Linked DNA regions of Pan troglodytes: region 1 is linked to region 2. A link is a contact called in public HiChIP or PLAC-seq data. All regions are on one chromosome and are shown on one strand. The core of a region is the stretch at or near the end of the contact, and the rest is flanking DNA. Distances in the headings are between cores, read along the strand shown. Region 1 holds the start of DYM (dymeclin). Region 2 holds the start of SMAD7 (SMAD family member 7).

What was found. HiChIP or PLAC-seq counts read pairs in DNA pulled down with a chosen protein or histone mark.
Region 1: an H3K4me3 HiChIP or PLAC-seq map of stem cell-derived excitatory neurons shows a contact between it and region 2, with 2.5 times the contacts expected there. The contact joins the promoter of DYM here to the promoter of SMAD7 in region 2. A contact is called at or near these places in 1 of 1 datasets of contacts at active chromatin or transcription factors (stem cell-derived excitatory neurons) and 1 of 1 other capture datasets (stem cell-derived neural stem cells).

What each region holds. Positions count from the first base shown.
Region 1 is chr17:59,530,124-59,534,902 of NHGRI_mPanTro3-v2.0_pri, forward strand. DYM (dymeclin) reads right to left here and starts at 3,407. Exons shown (of 17, transcript XM_001151222.8): 1 at 2,916-3,407.
Region 2 is chr17:59,026,448-59,031,849 of NHGRI_mPanTro3-v2.0_pri, forward strand. SMAD7 (SMAD family member 7) reads right to left here and starts at 3,273. Exons shown (of 4, transcript XM_016933668.4): 1 at 2,120-3,273; 2 at 690-743. The coding sequence starts at 2,732.

The DNA.
Region 1 (4,779 bases), core at 2,157-4,656, 500 kb after region 2:
ACAAGTGTCACAGGTATTTCCCATATTTCACTAAAAGGAAAAATGAACAGTCTTCTCTAGATCTAACCATTCCCATTATCTACAATCCTAAGTAAAAGACGGCCCTCTCGTTGCATGTACAGCAGCAAAAGAAATCACCTACTTTCTTAAGTCTCGGCAAAATATTCCAAAACACACTGTGGTAGGTAGAATAATAGCCTCCAAAGATGTCCACATACTAATCCATGGAAGCTCTGATTATGTTGCTGGGAAAAGAGACTTTGCAGGCGTGATTAAATTAAGAATCTCGAGGGGGGATTTATCCTGAATTAGCCAAGTGGGCCTGATTTAATTACATGGGTCCTTAAAAGCAGAGAACCTTTCCCACTTGTGGTCAGAGACTTGAGGATGGAAGTATGATCAGAGAGATGCAACACTGGTGGCTTTGAAGATAGAGGAGGTACGCCACAAGCCAAGGAAAGTGGCAGCCTCTAGAAGCTGGAAGAGGCATAGATGCCCCCTAGAAACCTCCAGAGAAGAACACAGCCTTGTTGACAGCCAGTGAGACCCACTTTGACTTCTAACCTACAGAACTATAAAATAATAAATGCATTGTTTTAAGCCACTAAATTTGTGGTAACATGTTACAGCAATCATAGAAAACTGATACATAACATTAAACAACTTCTAATAATATGTGAAATTATCTAGAAAAGCATAACCAAATTGCCCAAATATTTGGAGCAATATAAGAAAGAGCCATTTGTACATGTTGTAACATATTTCACTTCTATTTCTCTCCTGCCCTCCATTCATTAAAAAGCCTACCAAAGTGACAATTCTTCAAACTTTCTGTAGAAAAATGAGCCATATTAATAAAAAAAAAAAAAGGAACAATCAGGATGGCAGGATCTAATGGAAAAATCAGGAGATAATTATGCCACATTTTTCAGAGTCAAACATAAAAGCGTTTGCACTGTTTATCCTCTTTGTATCAAATGGATTACCACACTTTTTTAAAGTACAGTAAATCTTTCTAGATATTAAAAACTATTAATTTTTATGTGTGATAATGGTATTCTGGGCCTATTAAAAAGAGCAGGCCAGGTGCAGTGGCTCACCCCTGTAATCCCAGCACTTTCGGAGGCTGAGGTGGGTGAAATGCCTGAACTCAGGAGTTCGTGACCAGCCTGGGCAACATGATGAGACCCCCGTCTCTACTAAAAATACAAAAAATTAGCCAGGCATGGTAGCACGTGCCTGTAATCCCAGCTACTCAGGAGGCTGAGGCAGGAGAATTGCTTGAACCCAGGAGGCAGACGTTGCCGTGAGCCGGGATCACGCCACTGTACTCCAGCCTGAACGACAGAGCGAGACTCTGCCTCCCACCACCACCAACAAAAAAAAGCAATTCAATCTTCTACAGATATATATTGAAATATTTAAAGATGAAATTGAATGTCTATGATTTGCTTTAAAATAATTGTGAGTGGGGATAGGAATGCATAGGGACATAGATGAAATTAAATTGGCATGAGTTAACTGCTGAAGCTGGGTAATGGGTACATGGGAGTACCCTTTATTATTTCACTATGTGAACCTTTCTATGGTTAAAAGGTGCAAAAACATAAAAACTCCTTGACCTATATGTCGTAGCAACACAGACTTCTTAATAGCTGAATCTCCTTCCTATTAACATTGCCCCAACTCAGTTCTCTGCCATTTAATCCACTTGCGACTGATAGTTTCATCAATTATTCCAACTCATTTTGCCCTGTGTACTCAGTTTATGAGCTTAAGGCAGACACCTAACCTCTAAAAGACTAGTTCTTCATTTACAGAATGGGAATATTCATACTTGTCCGGTCTATCTCCAAGTTGCTGAGAGGATTATCTAAAATAAAACTTCAAAGCAGGATAATCACTCCAGAAATCCATATATTCATAAATTTCATCCTCTGCAACAACCATTCACCCATTCCTATAGATTCTCTTCCCTTCCACCTCGTTCTTCTCTTGAGCCCTCAACTCATCAGCCTAAGCACCTGAGTTCCTCTGGTGGACGCTACATTCCTCTCCACGGCCTCCACCCTCCAGGTTTTCATCCTTCAGCACATCACCCTTGCTCTACACACCCCTCTCTCCAACTTCCCCTCTCCTCTTTCAAGGATCTCACTCCATCTGTGCCCCCAATCAGTCTATCCTGGGTACCCGCTTTGCTGGCCGATTACAATCATCCCATCACTTCTCTACCCCTGTTCAGTAGAGAACAGCTTTATCCAATCAGCTTTACCACACCAATACCCTCAAACCCCACTACTGCCCCCAGTTCACAAACACCCACCCTTTCACTTTTCAGTCAAAACACAATTGCTCAGGCAAATCCACGGCGACTGAAAGTAGATCAGTAGTGTAGGGGAGAGAAGGAGGAGTGACTGCTAATGGGTACGAGCTTCTTTGGGGCGGGGGGGTGATTAAAAAATGCTCTGGAGTTAACGGTGGTGATGGCTGCTCAACCCTGTGAATATACTAAAAACCACTGAGTTGTACTTTTAAAGGGTTAATTTTCTGATATGTTAATTATACCTCGATAAACTATGAATGTAAAAAGAAGAAAAACCCAACAGCTATTGCTCACCCTGCCCATCACACGCCCATTTGTCAGACCAACACCGCCCCATCTCCGGAAGCACCGACTTGGCCTTCGGTATCCCCCAACTCCCAACAGCGGACTCCGACAGAGGTCCGTCGGCTGTCAGCACAGCCCCTCCGGGTGGCCCAGGCGCCCGCGGGCAGGGAAGGGAGGGTCCCTTCGCCGCCGCCCCGGGGCGCTGGCCGGGTTGCGGAGGGTGGCCCCTGACCCCCTCTGACAGGAGGCCGGGGACAGCCAGGCTTTCGGGCCGGGCCGCGCTGAGGGGGGCGGCGCTACAGCCCACCTGTCTCAGCCGGCTGGGGGATCTGCTCCAGCTCCACGGACCCGCGGACGGATGGGCGGGTGGCAGAGGGGTCAGGAGAAGTCGCTGTCGCCGCCGCAGCCCCAGGTGGCGCACACCGGCTCAGGCCTCCATGTTTCCACGTCTCAGCGGGTACAGATCCGGCTCCGGTTCGGCCTGCAGCTCGGCCCCGGCTCGGCTCCAGCCCGGGCCGCGTCGGTGCGGAGGCCAGGAGGCGGCGAGAGAAGAGGGAAGCGACCGAGAACGCGGCTAGGGACCAGACCCCCAGGCGCGCGCGCCAGCCAGGCGGTCACGTGACACGCGGCGCGCGCGGGCTTCTGGAAACTGTAGTCCTTTGGGTGTTATTCGTGCCTCCGCCCTCCTAGTACCTCCTGGGCTACCGCAAAGCCACGTGGCGAAATCGAGAAGCGCAAAAACGGCCGTGCGCGGTGGCTCACGCCTGTAATCCCAGCACTTTAGGAGGCCGAGGTGGACGGATCACGAGGTCAGGAGATCGAGACCATCCTGGCCAGCATGGTGAAACCCCGTCTCCACTAAAAATACAAAAAGTAGCTGTCTGAGACAGGATAATCGTTTGAACCCGAGAGGCGGAGATTGCAGTGAGTCAAAAAGTAGCGTCTGAGGCAGGAGAATCGTTTGAACCCGAGAGGCGGAGATTGCAGTGAGTCGAGATCGGGCCACTGCACTCCAGCCTTGCGACAGAGCTCGACTCTTCTCAAAAAAAAAAAAAAAAAGAGAGAGAGAGAAGCGCAAAAACCTCACCTGCCGGGTGCTAGAGTCAACCTCACCTGCCAGGTGCTAGAGTCCTCGCTCATTGCTACACCGCTCGTTCTGGCGGCTTAACCTTATTAAGGCCTCTGTTAATTGCAGCTGAATAACCATCCCAAAGTCAAGCAATATTGTGTGGGATTCTGGAGAATTGAGAAATAGCAAAATAATTTTTGATGGAGGCAGCTGGCAGGGCTAGCCCTGCCTGCAAAGTTGTCGGAAAGGACAGGTCCCACGGGAAAGAGTAGCAATATGAGATAGTGCCAAAACTATGGAATTTGAAGTCAAATGAGCTGAGGTTTCCACACTGACGTCTTTGAGCAATTACTTTACCTCTCTCAGCCAGTTTCCTCACCTAAAATATATACATGATGATGATTCTGCCATTACAGGAAATGTTGACATGACTGTAGTAATAACAATTCACATTATGGATTATTTTCTATTTGCCATGCACTATTATTTCGCAAAATGACCCTATGGAACAGATAGCACCGTTATTCCCATTATATAGTCAATATGTGCCAGTGTACTCTGTAAAGTACTATACAAATATTAGATATTCTTTTCTAGCATAGACTGCCAGTACATTCACTGAGCTTGCAGAATTATGACAGGAAAACATATTAAAACCCAAAGTAGACTGGGCCCTGTGGCTCAGGCCTGTAATCCCAATACTTTGGGAGGCTAAGGTGGGAGGATCACTTGAGCCCAGGAGTTCGGAAGGACCAGCCTGAGCAACATAGCGATACACTGTCTCAACAAAAAATACAAAAATTAGCTGGGAGTGGTTGGCACACCCTCGGTCCCGGCTACTCGGGAGGCTGACGTGGGAAAATCGCTTGAGCCCGGGAGATTGAGGCTTCAGTGAGCCATAATCTCACCATTGCACTCTACCCTGGGCAACAGAACGAGACACTGTCTCAAAAAAAAAAAAAAAAAAAACCCAAACTACCTAACTAAAAAGCCATAGACACTACTATGCAGTCATTGTAAAGAATGCTACGGATGCATATTTATTTGAAAACATTTTCATGATACACTGAGTGGAAACATATATAGTATCAAATTTTCATAA
Region 2 (5,402 bases), core at 2,023-4,522:
GCTGCCGGCCAGAAGTTGAATGCAGACAACCACAACAGGGCTGGTGCCAGTCTCAAATGGGCTTCTGCCGTGGCTTCATGCCAGCCAGTGACAAAGCAGCAGACAGGCAGAGCTATGCTCCAAACTTTGATAGCCCCTATGGCGAATACTGAGAAAACCCCGGGAGAGGACTGACTTGCAGGTGACTGGAGCAGGAGGAACCTACCCCCCTTTTACTGGCTGTTGCCTATACTTCTGAAAAGTTCTAGTGTCTACCCCAGACCAAAGTCTTCTTTGCACCTTTTTAAACCTTCTTCCCATCTATCGAATCACCCTTTCCATTATTCTCACTGATGCTCCTGGCACTCACTAAGTCTCCGAGTTATCCCCATCAACCAGTCCTATTTGGTTTCCAAGACACTTCTCTCTGGACTAAAGCTTCCATGTGTTAAAGCTGAGCCCACCGGCTACACAGCACAAATACATGAAAAAGGAACAAAATGTAAAGCATATCAAGGGAACGTCTTTGCAAAAACAGCAAAAACCCCAGCCACAACAGAAAAATTCACCAAACTTCCAACAGAGGAAACCTAGAACCAACGTGAAGCCCAGCACCTCCCCAAGCCTTTGCCTACACACAAAAAGCCAGGTTCTAGAGGCTCTATTTCTAACTTAAGATAAGCAGGATATTTTAAAAATCATCTACTCACCAGTTGGTTTGAGAAAATCCATCGGGTATCTGGAGTAAGGAGGGGGGGGAGACTCTGAAATTAAAAAAGCAAGAGAAAATAAAGGCCCAGCCATGAGAAGAGAGATAGAAACTTATGATAACAGAGGCATTCTTTTAGCCCAACTGTTTGTCTTAGCTGTGGGGGTTGGAGGCAGGGCCGCGAGGCGGTGATTGCCTTGATATTTAGCTGTCAGATAAACAAAAGAGGCCGCCTGGCGCCAGCCTCGGCGCTCCGCTCCTCCACGTCTGCGGCCGCAGCCGCCGCGCTCGGCTGGCCCGGCTGGAAACCACCGGCTCGGCCGGAGCCGCGCACTTCACAGTTCACAGGGCGGGGGGCGACCATGCCCCCTCCCCGTCCTCGGACTCCAGACCCAGCTCCCAGCAACCTCGGCTCCCCGCCCCGGCCCGCCCCCCAGGCGTGCAATTCACCTCTGCCCCCGCCGGTCCGCTCGGCACTCGCGCGGGGGACACGGGGCTGCCCATTCCTAGCGCACTGGGGAGATGCATCCCAAGCGTGCTGGGGAACGTGGGGGATCTGCGGGCGCCCGGGGTGAACCCTCACATCACACTCTGTGTACAGAGACGTAGAGTAAAGGAAGGAATGGAGAAAGCTGAGAGGATAAAAGGAAAGGAGTTTCAGGGTCTCAGCCGAGAAGCCCAGGCCCCAGCGCAGTAAGAGGCGACAACGTCACTGAGGCGCCGGGGCCCCACTAATCTACAGACTTATCTGTGCGGAAGGAAGGAAAAAGTAGGGGACACCCAACTTCTCCTGCCTGTTTGTTCCTCTGCACCCTGGGGCTGGCAGAGTTGAAAGGAGACAGATACCCAGTTCGGCCTTCCATCCAACTCTCTTTGCCCCAAAACTCCAAAGGTGCGCGGCCACGACAGTATCTGGGCCACTGGTGTTCGACGTGATTCTCCGTATTTACTAAAGGAGTAAATACGGAGACCTTCCAGCCTTTATAGCACGCTTCTCCCAGCCTTCCTTGGCGGGCCTGGACCAAATCCAACTCGGCCACACACCTCAACGTCTTTCCGGGTGCGGGGAGGCGTGACCCCCCCCACCTCCCTCTGCACCCCCTTGTTGATCCGGAAATGAAGGCGTCTAATTTTTAACCGCAGACTGCAGGAGCAGTGCCCGTAGACCCCTTCGGGGCAACACAGGAGAAAACCTGGAAGGGAACCCCCAGGGAATGCCCTTTGAGTTTCCCCTTGTCTCTTCTCTACTTTCAGCCCCCAGTCTCTTCCCAGGAGGGTATGCACACTCTCCCAGGAGGGTATGCACACTCTCCCAGGAGGGTGTGCACACTCCCCACTGGAGGGATGGCTGCACAAACGCACTGCCCTAGGGGCTTTTCTTCCAGCACTGGCGCTCCGGAAAATGTTGGGGGTAGGGGGACAACTTCTCACCTAGTTCGCAGAGTCGGCTAAGGTGATGGGGGTTGCAGCACACCAGCTCGGGGTTGATCTTCCCGTAAGATTCACAGCAACACAGCCTCTTGACTTCCGAGGAATGCCTGAGATCCGGCCACCTGAACACTTTGCACAGCAGGAGGGGGAGCGAGTAGGACGAGGGCGGCTGCGCAGGCTGCGCGCCGGCGGGCGCCCCCGGGCCCAGCCTGCAGTCCAGGCGGCCGGGCAGCAGGAGGCACGCGGTGCGCGTCCCGCCGCGGGACTCCACGGCCTGGAGCAGCAGCTCCAGCTGCCGCTCCTTCAGTTTCTTGAGCACCGAGTGCGTGAGCGCCTTCAGATCCGCCTCGGCGCCCCCGGCCGCGCCGGCGCCCGCGGCTGGCGGGTGGGGATGGTGGTGACCTTTGGCACCTCGCACCGCCTTGCCCAGGCAGCATCCAGCCCTGCCCGGGCCGCCGCTACCGGCCCCATGCGCTCGGCTGTCCGTCGCCCCTTCTCCCCGCAGCTCGCCTCCTCCTCCACCTCCCCCCGCGCCCTCCTCCTCGTCCTCGCCGCCGGGCGCACGGCTCCTCCAGAGACGCCGGACGAGCGCAGATCGTTTGGTCCTGAACATGCGGGGCGAGGAGGCGAGGAGAAAAGTCGTTTGCCTGCTAAGGAGCGAACATGACCTCCGCACACCATGAAGAAGTCGGGCGCCGAGTTGGGGCAGCAGGCGCAGGCGACAGCAGCAGCAGCAGGGGCCCGGGCAGGAGCGGCGGCGGCCCGAGGGGCGCTCCGTGGCATGCGCCAGTCTCCCGGAGACCGGGGCGCGCGCGGGGGCCCGGGGGCGCCCGCCGGGGATCGGGGGCCTGCGCTCCGGCTGCCCCACCCCGCGCGGCCCGCGCCCTGCGCGGCTCTCCGGCCCCGGCGCGCCCCGGAGGAACCCGGCCGCCGCTTCCCTGGGGACGGCCGAGCCTGCCCCCGTCGGCGCCTCCCCAAAAAGAGGCCCCCCCGCAGTGGCTCCCGAATGTCGGGCTCGCCAGCCTCGGCTTCCTACATGGAAGGTCCGCGGGGGCAAAAAACGAAAGGCGTTCGGCTGGGCTGTTGGAAGAAGGAAAAAGCCTCTTTCCCCCTTGCTAAGCAACTTAATTTGGGGGTGGGGAGAAGCAGGCAATTAAAAAAAAAAAAGCAAGCACGCGATTTATTTTTTTCCTCTATATCCTTAGTAACCGGATCTCCTCGAATTCCGTGCACACGAAGACTCAGGGGAGGGGGCCGAGTGGACTTCACCCCGCATGAGATGTCTGGCAAAATAAGAAGGCTCTCGCAAAACCTAACAACCAAATATGCAAAGCCCCAAATGAAAACCACCACCTCCTCGAACCTCAGAGGTCTGGGGGCGTCCGGCTGGAACTGGGGTTTAAAAAAAGAAAATGTTTACAAAGTATAACAAGATGTTTGATGAGTGGAAAAATGTATCCACGAGTTACATCCCCCCGTTTCCTTGCAAAGCCCCGCTGGTCTTCCTCTCCTTTTCTTCTGCCAAAAAAAAAAAAAAAATCGTGTATTTTTTTAATCCACAGAAAGCTTTGGCTAGACCGCTTCAATCCTGCGCATCTGGGTGGTTTAGGGGAGTCTCTGGTCTTTCCTCCTGCGCTCCTGGGGGCCCAGGTCCTCGGCGGGGACTTCCTCGAGGCTGGCGGGGGCGCAGGGGCAGAAGATGCTGCTGCGGCGGCTGAGCCCGGCGGGGCTGACAGCGCGGGGGAGGGTGGCGCGGCGGCGGCGGAGGGCCCCAGACGGGTCGCGCGTTCTCGCCCCCCCGGGCACAAGCTGCTTGCTAGTGCAGGGGCCGCCGGTGTCCCTTCCCCTGGCCGCGGCTGGCCGCCGAGGCTCCCCGCATGGGCTGCTCGCCTCGACCCAGCTGCGGCGGCAGGAGGCCCCGGTGTCCTCTCGGCGCCTCCTCCTCCGAGACTCTCCTCGTCGCGCCCGGGAGCCTCCTTGTCCCCGGTCCGCCCTCTCCTGGCGCTCCGGTCCTTCTGCCGCCGCCAGGGGCTCGCCGCGCCGCACTCAGGGGCTCAGGGGCCGGGCGCTCGGCGGCTCGGCGCCGGCGGACTGGCTCTGTCTCAGGCAGCTCTCTCCCGCGCGGCGAGCGGACCGAGCACGGCGCCCGGCTGGCTCGGCTGGCGCGGCTCGGGGACAGGATCTTCCGTGCGCCGAGCAGCAAGCGAGTGTGCCCGGGGCTCACCGCCTCCCGCAAGGCCTCCCGCCCCCGCCCCCTTCCCTCCCCCTTCCTCCCCCTTCCCTCCCCCGCCCCCAGCCGCCGCAGCCGCCGCCGCCTCCTCCCCGCCCCCCCGCACCCCCCCTCCGGCCCTCTGCTCGGCTGGTTCCACTGCGCAGTGGCGCGCCCGGCTCCGGCCTCGTCACGTGGCCGTCTAGACACCCTGTCGCTTTAAAAAAAAAAAAAAAAGCGATTGTGTTTCGCAAACAACAGATCGGGTTTCTAAAAGCTATTTCTCCCCCCAACCCCCCGCCACCGCCACCCCCTCCCGGGTCTGTAGAGGGGGTACCGATGGAGGGGAGAGAGATAGGTGGGGGGCAGAGAAGCTCCCAGAATGGATTGAGCCCCGGCCGGAGCCATGGAGAAATTGGAAAAGCAGGGAGCACCGAGCGGGCTTCGCCGCGAGTTTTGGAGCTGAGCGAGCGGGTCGGTGGCCCGATTTCGACCCGGCTGGGTTTCGCGATGGCCATCTCGCGCGCGCTCGCCCTAGCGCTTCATTCATTGGTTTTGTTTTAAAGGCCCTGGCGGTGGATCCCTTGGCCGCGCCCGAGGGCAAGGGGAGGAGAGCGCTGTCTCGGTTTAAAAGACATTTATACCGGACTGGACCGAGGCCCTGGGAAGTGTGCGCTGAGGGGAACAGCCGCCGAGGGCGGGGAGGCGGCGTGAATATGACCTCAGCGGCGGCCGCGCGCTCCCTCCCGCCCTCTCAGCTCCGGGCTCCGGTTTCTAGGACTGCCTGGAGAAGTGTGTCTTGTGCACAGCTCTGGAATGCATTTGGCCGGCTGACGAGCTGCGAGGGGCAGCATCCCGGCGGGAGAAGGGGAGCGGGGGTGGGGGCTCGCCTGCGCGCCGCGGGCAGGTTTCCTCCCGGGCCCGGAAGACCTCCGCCACCCGCCACCCTGCCTCCCGGCGCGGGAAGGTTACCCAGCGAGCAGACCTGCCTAGGGCATTCATTTGCATGCAGGCCTTGTTTCTGGGCCTCGTAGCTTTCAAGGTGCTTAGAGTCAGAGAGTTTATTCCTTGACC